Linked DNA regions of Mus musculus: region 1 is linked to region 2. The links are chromatin contacts, called in public promoter capture Hi-C maps. All regions are on one chromosome and are shown on one strand. The core of a region is the stretch at or near the end of the contact, and the rest is flanking DNA. Distances in the headings are between cores, read along the strand shown. Region 1 overlaps Spata13 (spermatogenesis associated 13). Region 2 holds the start of Shisa2 (shisa family member 2).

Region 1 (6,509 bases), core at 1,385-3,884, 1.1 Mb after region 2:
TAACCTGGGGCTGACCGGTCCCTTCCATAGGCTGCTGTGAGGTTGGCCCAGGCTGTCTGGTTCCTCCACACAGGCTGCTGTGAAGGTAAGCAAGGTATCACAGGTGTTTAGCACACCCGACTTCCCGTGTCTCTCCGAGGCTTGCTTGCCTAGGACGATGCCAGGTGACTAAACTGCTGTGCTTGGGGAGCTGCAGATGGGCTAGCGAGACGGGAGAAACGGTTGGCCAATAGGTCTGGATATGGTTAGGAAGGGCCTGCCTTGGAGCTGTGGACTTGGACCTCACCCTGTAGGCATTGAGGGGCTAGGGAGAGTATGAGCAGGTGTAGCAGGGGGGCCCCCTTGAAGTCAGGGTTGACTGGTCCAGTCTTGGAGAGGAGCTGTAGCCTTCCTGAGTCTATTCCACAGGTCACAAGGTCGGTCACGCAGGCATTTAGGGGAGAAGGGTGTGGACTGCAGAGTCCCTGAGCGTGTCTGTGTGCCGTGAGTCATTGTGAGTGTTTCGGGGCAGAGGATCAGTGGTGCTCAAGGCCACGTGGGCAGCACTTGGCCTTTGGATGCCACCCATTAAACAAGCCACAAACTTCATGGCATGGGAAGAGAAAGGAAGGGCTTCTTTGACACTACAAGGACCCTGCTGATACAACAGAGTCGCGCCCCCCTCCCCCCCCCCCCCCCCCCCCCCCACACACACACACACTCAGAGCAATAGAGACGTCCTGCAGGGAGACAGTAAGTTCGGGCCAGTTTTCAGCTTGAGTGAATGACTCCATGGGCTTCTGCTGCTGCTGCTTCTGTGCCGTTCAGTGGAGGTGCAGGAGACCCTGGCATGGTTTAGGTACCTGGCAAGTCCTGAGGTGTTGCTTCTGGGAGGTTTTGATGGCTTAGACATTAGGTATTAGGTTTTAATGGCTTAGACGCAGCCATTCCTATAACCAGGAAGTTGATGTTACATCTACAGAAGTGTAGCTGGGTGTGTTGAAGCTCTGGGTTCAATCCCCAGCACCCATAAACCAAGCCTGGAGGTACATGCCTGTAATTCCATCACATGGGAGGTGATCTGTTGCTGCGTAGTGCGTTCAAGACCTGCCTGGACTATATAAGACTCCATAAAAAGGAAGGAAGGCAGGCAGGTAGGCTGGCTGGCTGGTGAGAATGCTCAATAGGTGTAGGCATATGTCATGAAGCCTGACATCCTGGGTTCTAACCCCCAGAACCCTCATGGTAGAAAGAGAGAACCAATTTCCACTATTCCTCTGACCTCTACTCTGGCCATAGCACTCATGTACATAACACATGTATGAACAATAAACAAACAAACAAATAAATAAAATCCATGTTTCAAGAAAGGGAGGGATGTAGTCATTTCAGAAAATTAGTTCAAGATTAAGGGCTTCCCCACACCTTCCCCCAGGCCTCCTTAGAGTCAGTGTATGCTTGCAGCCCAGAAGGGGCACCTGCTGGTTGCCTTTGGATCTCTGTGCGGCTGTAGTTCATTGCCTTAGCCACTGATCAAAACAGCTACTGTAGGTTTGCTGTTAGGTTTTCTTTTCTTTTTTTGTTTTGTTTTTCATCCAAGGCTTCACCAGGTAGCCTGAGCTAGAACTTGATATGTATATCAGGTTAGCCTTGAACTTACAGATAGCCACCAGGTTTTGCCTTCCTAGTGCAGGGATTAAAGGCATGTGCCACCATGCCAGGCTGTGCTTTTTAGTGAACGTTTGGCGATTCTTGTAAATCTGTGGGCTAAGGGAGCAATCATGTGATATGTTATCTTCTGAAACCAACGTTTTTCGATGGCAGATTGTCCTCAGTGTTGACATGTGTCATAGCAGCTTTCATGTTTTAATTCTTTATTCCTTTTTATCTAAATAGTAGATAGATCAAATCTTGTTGATGCATTTGTGGTCACACGCTAGTGAGGCAGAAGTAAGAGGATGTCGGTAATGTATTCAAATTTGCAATTAAAACAAGCAAAAGTATTGGACTTTTAGAAAGGTGCAGAACCAGCAGGGACTTGGAAGAGATGTACTCTGGAATGGCTGCTTCAGGGATGGAGGTGGGCGGAGTCTCGCCATCTGCCGTGGCAGGATGGCGACCCAGCAGGCTACTGATGGCATCTCAGTGTAAGTTTGAAGGCCTGAGAACAGAACAGAGATGCGAAAGCTGCTGTCAGTCCTGGGTTGATGAGCCAAGGCCGCATCAGATATGAGATTAATAGCCCTACTCAGTGAGGAGTCCGGCATCCCTGAGCTCTCTGTGGAATAGATGGAGTTGGCCTATGTCGAGTCACGGTGAGAGTGGATCTTTTTACCCATGCTGACTGGAAACATCCTCACAGAAACACCCAGAAACAATGCTTTATTGACTACTGGGCACCCCCAGCCCAATCAAAAGGACATAGACTGTTAGGCATCGTAGATGATTGCAGAGAGTTGTTCCTGCTCTGCCCTGTCTCATTGCTCATCGTGCCTTCCAAAGTATTAAAATCTCATGCTTCTCTCCTCCCCGTTCTGAACATTGAGCCCAGGCCTCTGAGAATGCTAAGCGAGCCCTTTCACTGCGCTCCACCCACAGGCAAGCTCCCTCAGGTTGTTGTGTTCTGGCTTAGGAGAAAGCCCCTCTGCGTAACTCAGGCCGGCCACAAACTCAGTCCTCCTGCCCCAGCTTGCTGAGAGCCAGGATGACTGCTATACACTATCACATCTACCTTGGATGCGGTTTCTTTTTTTAAAAGGGTGTTGGATGTGTACCACAGCGTGCTTGTGGTGCTCAGAGAACAGCCTGTGGGGAACTGAACCTGGCCGTGCATGCCTGCAACCCCAGCGCCCCAGGCTGAGGCATGAAGACGGCCATACATTTGAGGACAGCCTGGTGTGTACATGAAGACTCTGCTGTTTGGTTTCTATCCCAAACCCACCCCACCCCCAAAGAAGGAAAAGGGAAGAAAACAAGAAAAGGGTTGTTTGCAGAAACATGATTAGACATTCAGACCTTGAGTCCTTGTGAAGTGGCCCCTTATTTGTATAGTGGAGTCATTTTCCAACTCAGTCTTTTCAAAAGTTGTTTCCATCCGCTCTGAGCAGCTCGTTCCCCGTTATTCCACACAAAGGCTATTTTTTTATGGTGATAGTTTTCCTAGCGTTCTCATGGACTCCTAGGGTCTGACAGGATGGACCTCCATGAACTTAGCAACACTTCTGGGCGTGATGACACGGGCAAGAGGTTCGTGGGAAGCCAGCCTGGGCTATATAGTGCCAGGCCAGCCTGAGCTACACATGAGACCTTGTCTCAGGGGAGAAAAAAAATAAAAAGCCTTTTAAGATTCTCTCTAAAAGCTGAAATCTGAAGAAAAGTGCACGTGTTTGTCAGGGCTCCTCTGGCTTATATCTAGGCCAATTTGCGGCTGCTGAAATGTCATCAGAGAGGATTTGCCTCTTGAAAAGTCCAGGGGCAAGGCCTGTGGTGAGCACCTGTAGTTTCCGAACTTGGGAAGACAAGGCAGGAGGATCATTTGAGTCCATGTGTCCTAGGCCAAGTGCAAAGCACAGGGAAGACCTTAGTTCTTAAAACAAACAAACAAACAAACAAACAAACAAACAGTAGGGGAGAAGAACCAAAATCACAGCTGCTTTCCGGAGCAGAGCCTCATTCCCACCTCTTAGCCTTTTCTGGACACTTGCTTACTGAGTAAATGTTTTAATTTGGTGCGTGGAAGCAGTGTAATAATCATAGCGAGATGACAAGCTGTGTCCATAGTCTCTCATTATCTGTTTCATTTTGTGGGGCAGGGTCCTTGAAGTCCTGATCCTCCTGACACCACACACTCCTTCTTGGAGGGAGAAGGGGAGAATGTTCGCTATGCTGCTGAGGCTGGCCGCAAGCTCTTGATTCGCCTCTGGACTAACAGGGACACTTTTGACTACTCCAGGCCCAGAGCACTAGACCCAGCCTAAGAAGCAGTTAATTATTCATCCTTGGATTTTTTTTTAATTAAGATACTTCTTTACTTTGCAGGCAAATGGACGGCATTAAAAGGTATTTTTATCATTGAATGGAGTTACTATATTTTCTTGCCAATCTGGGGGATAGAATTAAAGGCCAATCAAAAGCCATGATTCTTCCCCAGTGTATCCTATTAATGTTAAGAGTAGCACTAATAAACTTTCTGGTACCTATTATTAATAAACTGTTAACCATTCTTTTTTTCTTTTATTGGGTATTTTATTTATTTACATTTCAAATATTATCCCCTTACTGTTAAACATCCTACATTTATGAGAGACTGATATTTGAGTGCTTTGTCTAACACATGCAAGATCCTCAGCACTGAATATATAAGATAATCACGTTAATGTGAACCATCGTGTGTGTGTGTGTGTGTGTGTGTGTGTGTGTGTATGTGTGTGTGTATATATATATATATATATATACATATATATGTATGTGTATATATATATGTATGTATGTATGTATGTATCAAAAGATACATCGTCGTAGTATTAACAGCTTGTTTAATATGGGGCTAGAAAGTCATAATAAGCCTTTACTGAAATCCTAAAATGAGAAAAGTCAATTTCTGTATTCTTTTCTAAGGGAAATTCTAGCTGCTGGCTAAGAAATGTTCTAGCATGTATATTTTTGTGGCCATTTTTTTCTTTCTAAGCTTTTCCTGTGATAACATCAGAGTGGGGATTCTTTTCTGGCTGGCAGGGTGACAGATGTCCATCTGCCTATGTCGGCTGTGGTTATCAGACAATATCAGGCAGTTTATTAAGTTTTTTGTTTGTTTGTTTTTGAGAGAGAGAGAGAGTCATTCTGAGTAGCCCAGGTCGGCCTTGTCCTCTCCACTTTCCTGTCTCTACCTGGTGGGTCATAAGTCCTACTTATGTGTCTGCCCTTGCTTTGAACTCTGAAAAACTGTCATTCCTCTGGGATGTTTAGAGTTCTTATTTAATATCCTAGGACATATATGTAAAACTCCCACAAATGCACACCAACGCATGTTGCTCCGGCTGGCTTCAAACACCTTGTTGATCGTGACAGCAGTTACCATCCCATGAGTCTGGAAGCCTCAAGTTCAAAGTCAGTGTGTCAGAATCCAGGCTCTGCAAGGCTGTCCTTTCTCCAGCTTCTGGTAGAAGTGACATCTCTCAAGCCTTGTTCGTGTGTCACTCCTTGTCTGGGAATAGAACTCAGTTGTTAGAACACTGATTACACTGCCTGTGTAGTCCCCCAGATTGGGAAGTGGAAGCGGAAATATCAAAGTTCAAGATCACCCTCAGCTAAGGTCAAGACTGAAGCTAACTTGGCCTACATAAAACCCTGCGTCCAGGTAGATAAATCAACACCAGTCTCTATTCCATCCACGAGTAGCTTGCTTTCTTTGTGTTTGTATCCACATTTTCCTTAGCATATAAAGTCAGCCACTGGTTTAGAACCCCGTAATCCAGGGTGAGCACATTAGAAGGTGACCACTCTGCAAAGCACACTGGCAGACGCTCACAGTGGTTAGGAGTCCATCTGTCTGGGGGCAGTTGCCAGCTAGCCCTGTGTGCACTTACTGCTTCTGAAGAGATGCTATCATACCAGGTTCTTGTAAGCATTTATTTTTAATCTCCAGTTAATAATTCGTAGAAATGCCTTTCACAGAAACCTTTCAAGGAAGCAGTTTCTATTAGTTTGTATAAGTCTTTCATTTTTGGAGCTTTTGAAAAAAAAGAGATCCTGTATAGGAAGAAAATACGGCTCACTGACCAGGAAAGCCACTTTACAAGAGTTCAGAAAAGCAAGAGTTAAAAGGGCAGTCCCCAGAGTGCAAGGTCTGTTTACAAAGGTTTATGACTTGGGTGTGACTTAGTGGTTCAAGCTTCAGGGACCTGGAGACACGTGAGTTGAGCCTGCTGGACTGGACCAGGCAGAGCTCTGCATCGCTGCTGCTGCGTAGGGCCCTGACCACAGCTTTTAAGAGACCTGAACAACTCTGGAACTCATGGATGTGGTCAACTGCCTGTTCTTCCAGTGTGTTTGTGGGCCGCCCCTGCCCATGGCTAAATCTCAGGTAGGTTCTCTGGCTGGAGTATATGTTTAAAGTTCTAAGAACGGGCCTCTTAATCTATAGTCTTTGCAGTGAACCTGGACAGTATTTTAGAAGTACAAAAACTTTGCTGAAAATAATTTTAAAAAAGATGTAGTTTAGAATGGTGCACCTATGAGCAGAGAGAGTCCTTGCCTGGCTTGCCTGGGTCCGTCCATAGCCAGGTCCCCATTGGCTTTGGAAGGGACCTGTCTTTTTGACTGAGGAGCAGCATTTGAATGTGAGCTCCAACCCCTAAAATGATCAACTTCACTTGATGTTTTATGATTAGATTTTGAGATCCCTAAGCCATTTTGGTGCCCTTTAGGGTACCGCCTCTGGCATCTTCAGGGGAACTGCAAACACTGAAGTCCGGTTAGGGTGGATTTCACTCTTGCTGCCTGTATTCAGACAGTAAGTGGCTGGCACAGAG
Region 2 (5,994 bases), core at 3,450-5,949:
TTTTAAGGAACTGTTAAACTGCTTTGTACAATGGCTAGGCCACATTTCGTTCCACTAGCAATGTTTACAGATATCGGTTTCTCCATATGCTTACAAGCACTATTTTTCTTCCTTTTATCAACACTAGTTCCGTTCTAGGATTAATGAGGTTTGATTACGGCAACTAATGACTAGTGACAAAAAAAATGAACATCCTTCCATATGATTGGTCCTTAATTGGTAAGGGAGCTGTTCAAATCTTTTGTAAATTGAGTTATTTTTCTTTTTGTTCTTGAGTTGTTGAATGTTTATGTTATGGGTGCTAGACTCATTATATATGATTTGCAAATCTTTATATGCATGTGTGTGTGTTTAGGCCTGAAGTTGATATTGGATGTTCTCTTTGATCACATTCTACTTTATATATTGAGATAGGGTCTCTCCTTACACACATAGCTTGAAAATCCTGTGGTTTGTCTCCCAAGCTCTGGGATTGTGAGTAGCCAGTGGAGCTGCTGGGGTTACAGTCTGGTGCAGCAGTGGGTTTTAAGGAGCTAAGTTCTGGCCGTCATGCTTGCATAACAACTGCTCTACCCACTGAGCAATCTTCCCAACCCCGTTGCAATCATTTTTGCATACTTGCTGATCTTTCCTTCTTGTACAAAAACAAAAGTCTTGGATGCCTTCTAACCCAATATTTCCAAAGAGAAATTATGAAACAGTAAACATCCAATGGGGGTTAGATAAAACAGTGGAGCAAGATATAGAGTTAAAGTAGTAAAAATAATAATGAGGAGGAGGAGAAGGAGAAAATTTTTTAAAATGTAAATTAACATAATTGTTTAATTTGAATTCATATTGGATAACACAAATACTTAAGCATAAAAGAATATTTAGTGGAACAAATGTGAAATTTGCAATACTGCTCCTGTTCTCTAAAAAAGGTGGGGAACATGACCCAACGTGAAACTACTCGTTAGCAGACTACTGCCGGGTGTGTGGCCAGAAAGAAACTTCTGGTCTCTCACAGAAAAGCATGGTGGAGCTTGCAGCTTTTCTGACTGCCAGCACCTGAAATGTGATTACCTCTGTATGATTTATATCAACTCCGGGTCGCGAAGCTAAGACTAGTCATAATTAATTCATTAGCTTTACAGTACTGGTGATCAACCCCAGATCTTGTACTTGCTAGGCAAGTGAGCTCACGGAGGTACAGCCCATCTGCAGTCGTCCATTTGTTTAGGTGTATGGTCTTCAACAGGTACTAGTGAAATGTCAGAAGTTCCCTTTCTTTCTTCTCTCTGTCTCTGTCTCTCTTGAGAGTATGGGCTCAGGAACATATATAACCTTCCTTCCTTCCTTCCTTCCTTCCTTCCTTCCTTCCTTCCTTCCTTCCTTCCTCCTTTCCTTCCTTCCTTCCTTCCTTCCTTCCTTCCTTCCTTCCTCCCTCCCTCCCTCCCTCCCTCCCTCCCTCCCTCCCTCCCTCTCCCCCTCTCTTTCATGTTAATTTTGCTTTATTAGTCATCTGGAAAAGACAGCCCGTACAGGGAAGTGTTCATTTAATCCTCTTCCTCTTCATCCCCAGCTCAAGCACCACCCTGGCCTTTTTTGGTGTTCTCCTTCTTCCCACTTCCCAGGTAGCCATCACCATTAAAGACAACGGAGAGAGAAGTCAGTACTTCTGGGAGTCCAGACCAACCAAGAGGAATGCAATGTTCACCACTTACTTTCTGACCCTGATATGACAGTGGTGCATGAGCACACAGGCATGGTGAACAGATTCGCCCGGGACCAACTTAAGGACCTGGGTCTGCAGCCACCTCTCCAAGAAATAATTCCTCAATCTGAAGAAGTCCCAAACTGTAGTCCAGCTTCATCGTGGCTTCCTCTTGCCCTCACCCAGAACCCAGTGTGAACAAGTTGCCTCAGCAGAACTTTGCCTTCGGAGAGACTCCATAGGTCCTTCTCGTTCAACAGCAGCCCCCAGAAGGCTTTGGGAATCTTGGTCAGAGTAAATTTGATGCTCCACACCTCACGTTTGTTCAAGAGCCCCATACTCTCAAAACAACTTAAGTTCCTGCTCGAGATGTGACTTCTCAAAGGATCCTCATAGACTAATCATTGACTATTTGGGAAAGAAACAAGAACGTGTCCTTAAACCACAGTACTACCAAACCATCTGACCGATTCAGTGTGAAATGGTCAACAATTTCTTTATAAACCCTGGATAAACCATGGGTGTTTTGGAGACTCGTATAAATGGAAAGGAAAGGGAGTATGGAGCAAGTGCTGTCTGCACTAAGTACAAATACCTTGCATCAAACACAACAACTAAGAAACATACTTAAAGTAGGAACCCACTTGCAGAAGACTGAAGTAAGTTTCCCAGCATTCAAAGGAACAGCTCACAACTGCCTGTAATTTCAGTTTCAGTAGATCCTGTGGCCTCTTCTGGCCTCTGAAATTCACACATGTTACATACTCACTCACAGACAAACATGCCTACACATAATTAAAAACAAAATAAATTTTAGAAAAGTATTAACCCCCAGAATACCAGGTAAATCAATTTCTACTGACACTGGGAATGGTGACCAGTGGATTGGTAAATGGGCTTTGGGGTCAGGCAACAAGTGAGTGGTTCCAGGAAAATTGACACCCTCTGTCCACCTGGGCTGGGAAATTTGTCCCTACCAATAAAATGAGCAAAGTAATGTCTTCCTTATGGGTGGCTGTGAAGATTAAATATGCTGAGAGATGCTCAGTACAGGATATCAGCCACCACAGGAACATGGCTGCCTAGAATATAATAAGAATATAGTAAGTGTTCAGAAAATGGTAGCTAACCATAGTCACCATCCATTACATGATTCCACCCATCAATCCTTGGCCTCTTAGGGCTTAAATCTAAACACTAGTGTTTGATATTTTTCTCTCCTTTCCTCTCAGCCTAATGTCACCCTGTGTGTTTTAACTGGCCCTGTAAAGGGTCAGAGAGCTGGATCAGTCAGTAAAGGCTGGGTTATTCAAGCATGAGGACCTGAGTTCGAATCCCCAGCACCTATAGAAAAGCTAAGTGTGGTGGCTTTGGCCTGTATCCTATCATGGGGTGGGATGGGGGCACACACAGGCAAACTTATAAGCCTGCCAGTCTAGTTAACTTGGTAAACTCCAGGTTCAGTGAGATACCATGTCTCAATAAGGAAAATAATTGAGAAAGAGGCCTGACATCAGTCAACCTCTGGCCGCCACACGCATGCTCATATATGTAGACATACATGCACATACAAACACCTACATACCCACCGCTCACACACGCATTGGCTCTGCACAACGCTGCTTATAGATCGTTGTATCATTTTTACTTGCTTGATTCCGTTCCAGTCCAACTGCTCTGTTAATTCAGAAACATTAGTCTGCTTGAGTTTGTGACCACACCCATCTGATCTCTGATGCTAATCAGGGTTGGGCCTAGTTAGTTTGTGGGTTGGAGACCACCCTGCTTGAGGGAAACGGTTCGAGGAGCCAAGGTGAATCCCCAGAACTCGATTCGGAATGTGCTTATGAAATGAATGCTTCTTCAATGTTGGAGTTTTGTTCATTTCTTAGCTTATAGGGGTTGATGTTTGGCGCATTTAAAATATGTCTTTTCAAGACTGGAGTGGAGCTCTGTGGTAAAGCATTTCCTTCCCAGGCCACGCTCTGGGGTTCCGTGCAAGGGTCCCTTAAATGACAAGAATAAGGTGTTTTGTTGGGCACAGGCACAGAAGGAAGAGTTTTCTCTGTGAATATTTTCTGGGATGAGTGGAAGGCTTAATTCTCAATGTTTTAGGTAAGGGTTGCACTAAGAGCCCTACAGTGGTTTAACTCAAAAATGTCTTTGCTATGGACAAAATTGCCTTGTATTCTTGTTACAGCCAGTTCTCCATTAGATACACAAAGAAACAGCCCGGAAACACGTGATGGTTCCTCCTTCAGGGGCTGGGTTTAGCATTCACATGGAATGACTCCAGCTGAGAAAGACGCAGTAGGTCCTTTAAAAATACTCATCGTTACTTTAATAGCATCAGCACCTGCTCAGCTGCTTCAAGAGTGAAGCTATTCGTTTCTTCTCAGAATGTCTGGCGTCTGAACCCTTGCCTTCTTCCTGGCTGCAGCTGTCTAAGCCAAGGAGGTCAAGTGTCACACGGAGGCACCTTTCTGCCGGACGCCAACAATCACCACACCAAATTAGGGAGGGGAAAAGAAAACTAATAAAATAATATAGTTAATTTAGTCAGTGACCCTATTGACTTTCTTGCTGACCTCTTTACTGTGCAGTGCCATGGCACCGGGAGGCCAGGCACCACAGCTCAGATAGGGTTTGTGTTCGTCCTGGGCCTGGAGGTTGAAAGCTGAGCAAGACAAGTCTATCTGAGTGATGACTGAGTCCTCTGTAACATGGAAAGTAAGAATTATTCTTTGGAGAGTTGTCAGAGTAACTCGGAATGTTGGACGTCGAAGATCCGCACTAAACTTACTTCTGCTATCCTTGTTTTAACTGGCTTCCAAGGCGTGGCTGACTTAAAACGTGTTTTCCCACTTGTCTGTTCTGTTCACCCGCACCGCTGCCTGGCCACTGCCACACCTTTGGTGAAGGAAAGTGAAGGGCTACGAGTGTCCCCTGGCGGAGGGAAAGCCCTCTCGGCACGCATGCGCGCAGGGGAGCCTCCAGCCCCTCTTTAAGTGAGGAGCGCGGTGCGCAGCCGGGCAGTCGGAGCTGGCTCGCAGCCTTGCCAGGCGAGCGTGGGGTGTCCGCGCGCTCCTCTGCTCCCATAGCCCGAGGGACTGAAACTTCCGTGGGCGGCTCCCACCGGAGCGCACTGCCGGGGGCGCACCAGCGACAGGGAGAAAGGAGACCAGACGCGGGCTGCAGTAGGAGCCGGGGAGGGCAGCCCGCTGGCCCGGCGCCCAACAGCAGCCGCGCGGCCGCCGCCAGCCGGGCGGGCTCCGGGACTGCAGGGGAGGTGCGGGCACTCGCAGCGTCCCGAGCGGTGGCCGGAGCCATGAGGACCGAGCACAGAGTGGCGGAGGCAGAGCGCAGCCGGCCGCTGCTGCACTTGCCGCCGGGAGCACTGCGCGCACTGCCCGCCTCCTTCGCTGCTTCTCGCAGGGGAAGTGAATAGAGGGGGAAAGCAGCCACCAGCTCCGGACTCTGATGCTGAAACGCTCCAGCCGCGGCCTGGCTCCTGGTCGGCAGCGAGGCGTCCCCTCGAGGATGCCCAAAGAAGGTCGGATCACAAGCCAAGCTTTCAGAAACGTTTCTTCTGTGATGCCCCTGTGAAGGCCGAACCTAGCAGGGACGTGGTCACTCGCAAGGAGGGATGACTTAGACCCTGGCTCTGCAGCCTGGGCTTCGCCTCAGAGGGGAGTGTTCCTCACGGAAAGCCCCAGGGATCGCCGAACCATAACTTCTTGGGGGAGATCTGTGACCTCTAGAGACATCACCGGTGCCCAGGGCAGTGCCATGTGGGGCGGACGCTGCTCACCTTCCACCTCTTCCAGGCACCGCGCGTCGCTGCTGCAGCTGCTGCTGGCCGCGCTGCTGGCGGCGGGGGCGCGGGCCAGCGGCGAGTACTGCCACGGCTGGCTGGACGCGCAGGGCGTCTGGCGCATCGGCTTCCAGTGCCCCGAGCGCTTCGACGGCGGCGACGCCACCATCTGCTGCGGCAGCTGCGCGCTGCGCTACTGCTGCTCCAGCGCCGAGGCGCGCCTAGACCAGGGCGGCTGCGACAACGACCGCCAGCAGGGCGTAGGGGAGCCTGGCCGGACAGACCGAGAAGGCCCAGACAGCTCGGCAGGTAGGCGAGCAGCAGCCAGGTGCAAAGAGGGAGCGGGAGGGCGGTTGCTTTGCCTGGGCAAGAAGGACCAGGAAGCCTGGAGATTTTAGGAAAGGGCCGGGGAGCAGAAACCTGAGTTTTTTGTTTTTGTTTGGGGGTTGTTTTTGTTTTTGTTTTGTTTTGTTTCCCCTACTCA

The links. Promoter capture Hi-C pulls out the DNA fragments that hold promoters and counts their contacts.
Region 1: a contact with region 2 is called in a promoter capture Hi-C map of hippocampal neurons, with 4 times the contacts expected there. The contact joins the enhancer-like site here to the promoter of Shisa2 in region 2. A contact is called at or near these places in 9 of 39 promoter capture datasets (the 3T3-L1 cell line, 3T3-L1-derived adipocytes, the HPC-7 cell line and 4 more), 1 of 15 datasets of contacts at CTCF or cohesin (large pre-B cells), 18 of 484 Hi-C or Micro-C datasets (3T3-L1-derived adipocytes, the BV-2 cell line, the Ba/F3 cell line and 13 more), 2 of 115 datasets of contacts at active chromatin or transcription factors (embryonic forebrain and forebrain) and 1 of 9 other capture datasets (embryonic stem cells).

The regions. Positions count from the first base shown.
Region 1 is chr14:60,697,062-60,703,570 of GRCm38.p6, forward strand. The region is part of intron 2 of Spata13 (spermatogenesis associated 13); the gene reads left to right. Among named protein-coding and RNA genes, the nearest start is that of Gm41165, 16 kb to the left of the region's middle. Within about 2 kb of position 2,635, at least 9 of the 459 cell types and tissues checked have an H3K27ac peak or open chromatin away from gene starts, as enhancers often do. A contact at or near this core is called in hippocampal neurons, where this site is marked.
Region 2 is chr14:59,620,582-59,626,575 of GRCm38.p6, forward strand. Shisa2 (shisa family member 2) reads left to right here and starts at 4,700. Exons shown (of 2, transcript NM_145463.5): 1 at 4,700-5,819. The coding sequence starts at 5,486. It also overlaps the pseudogene Gm18073.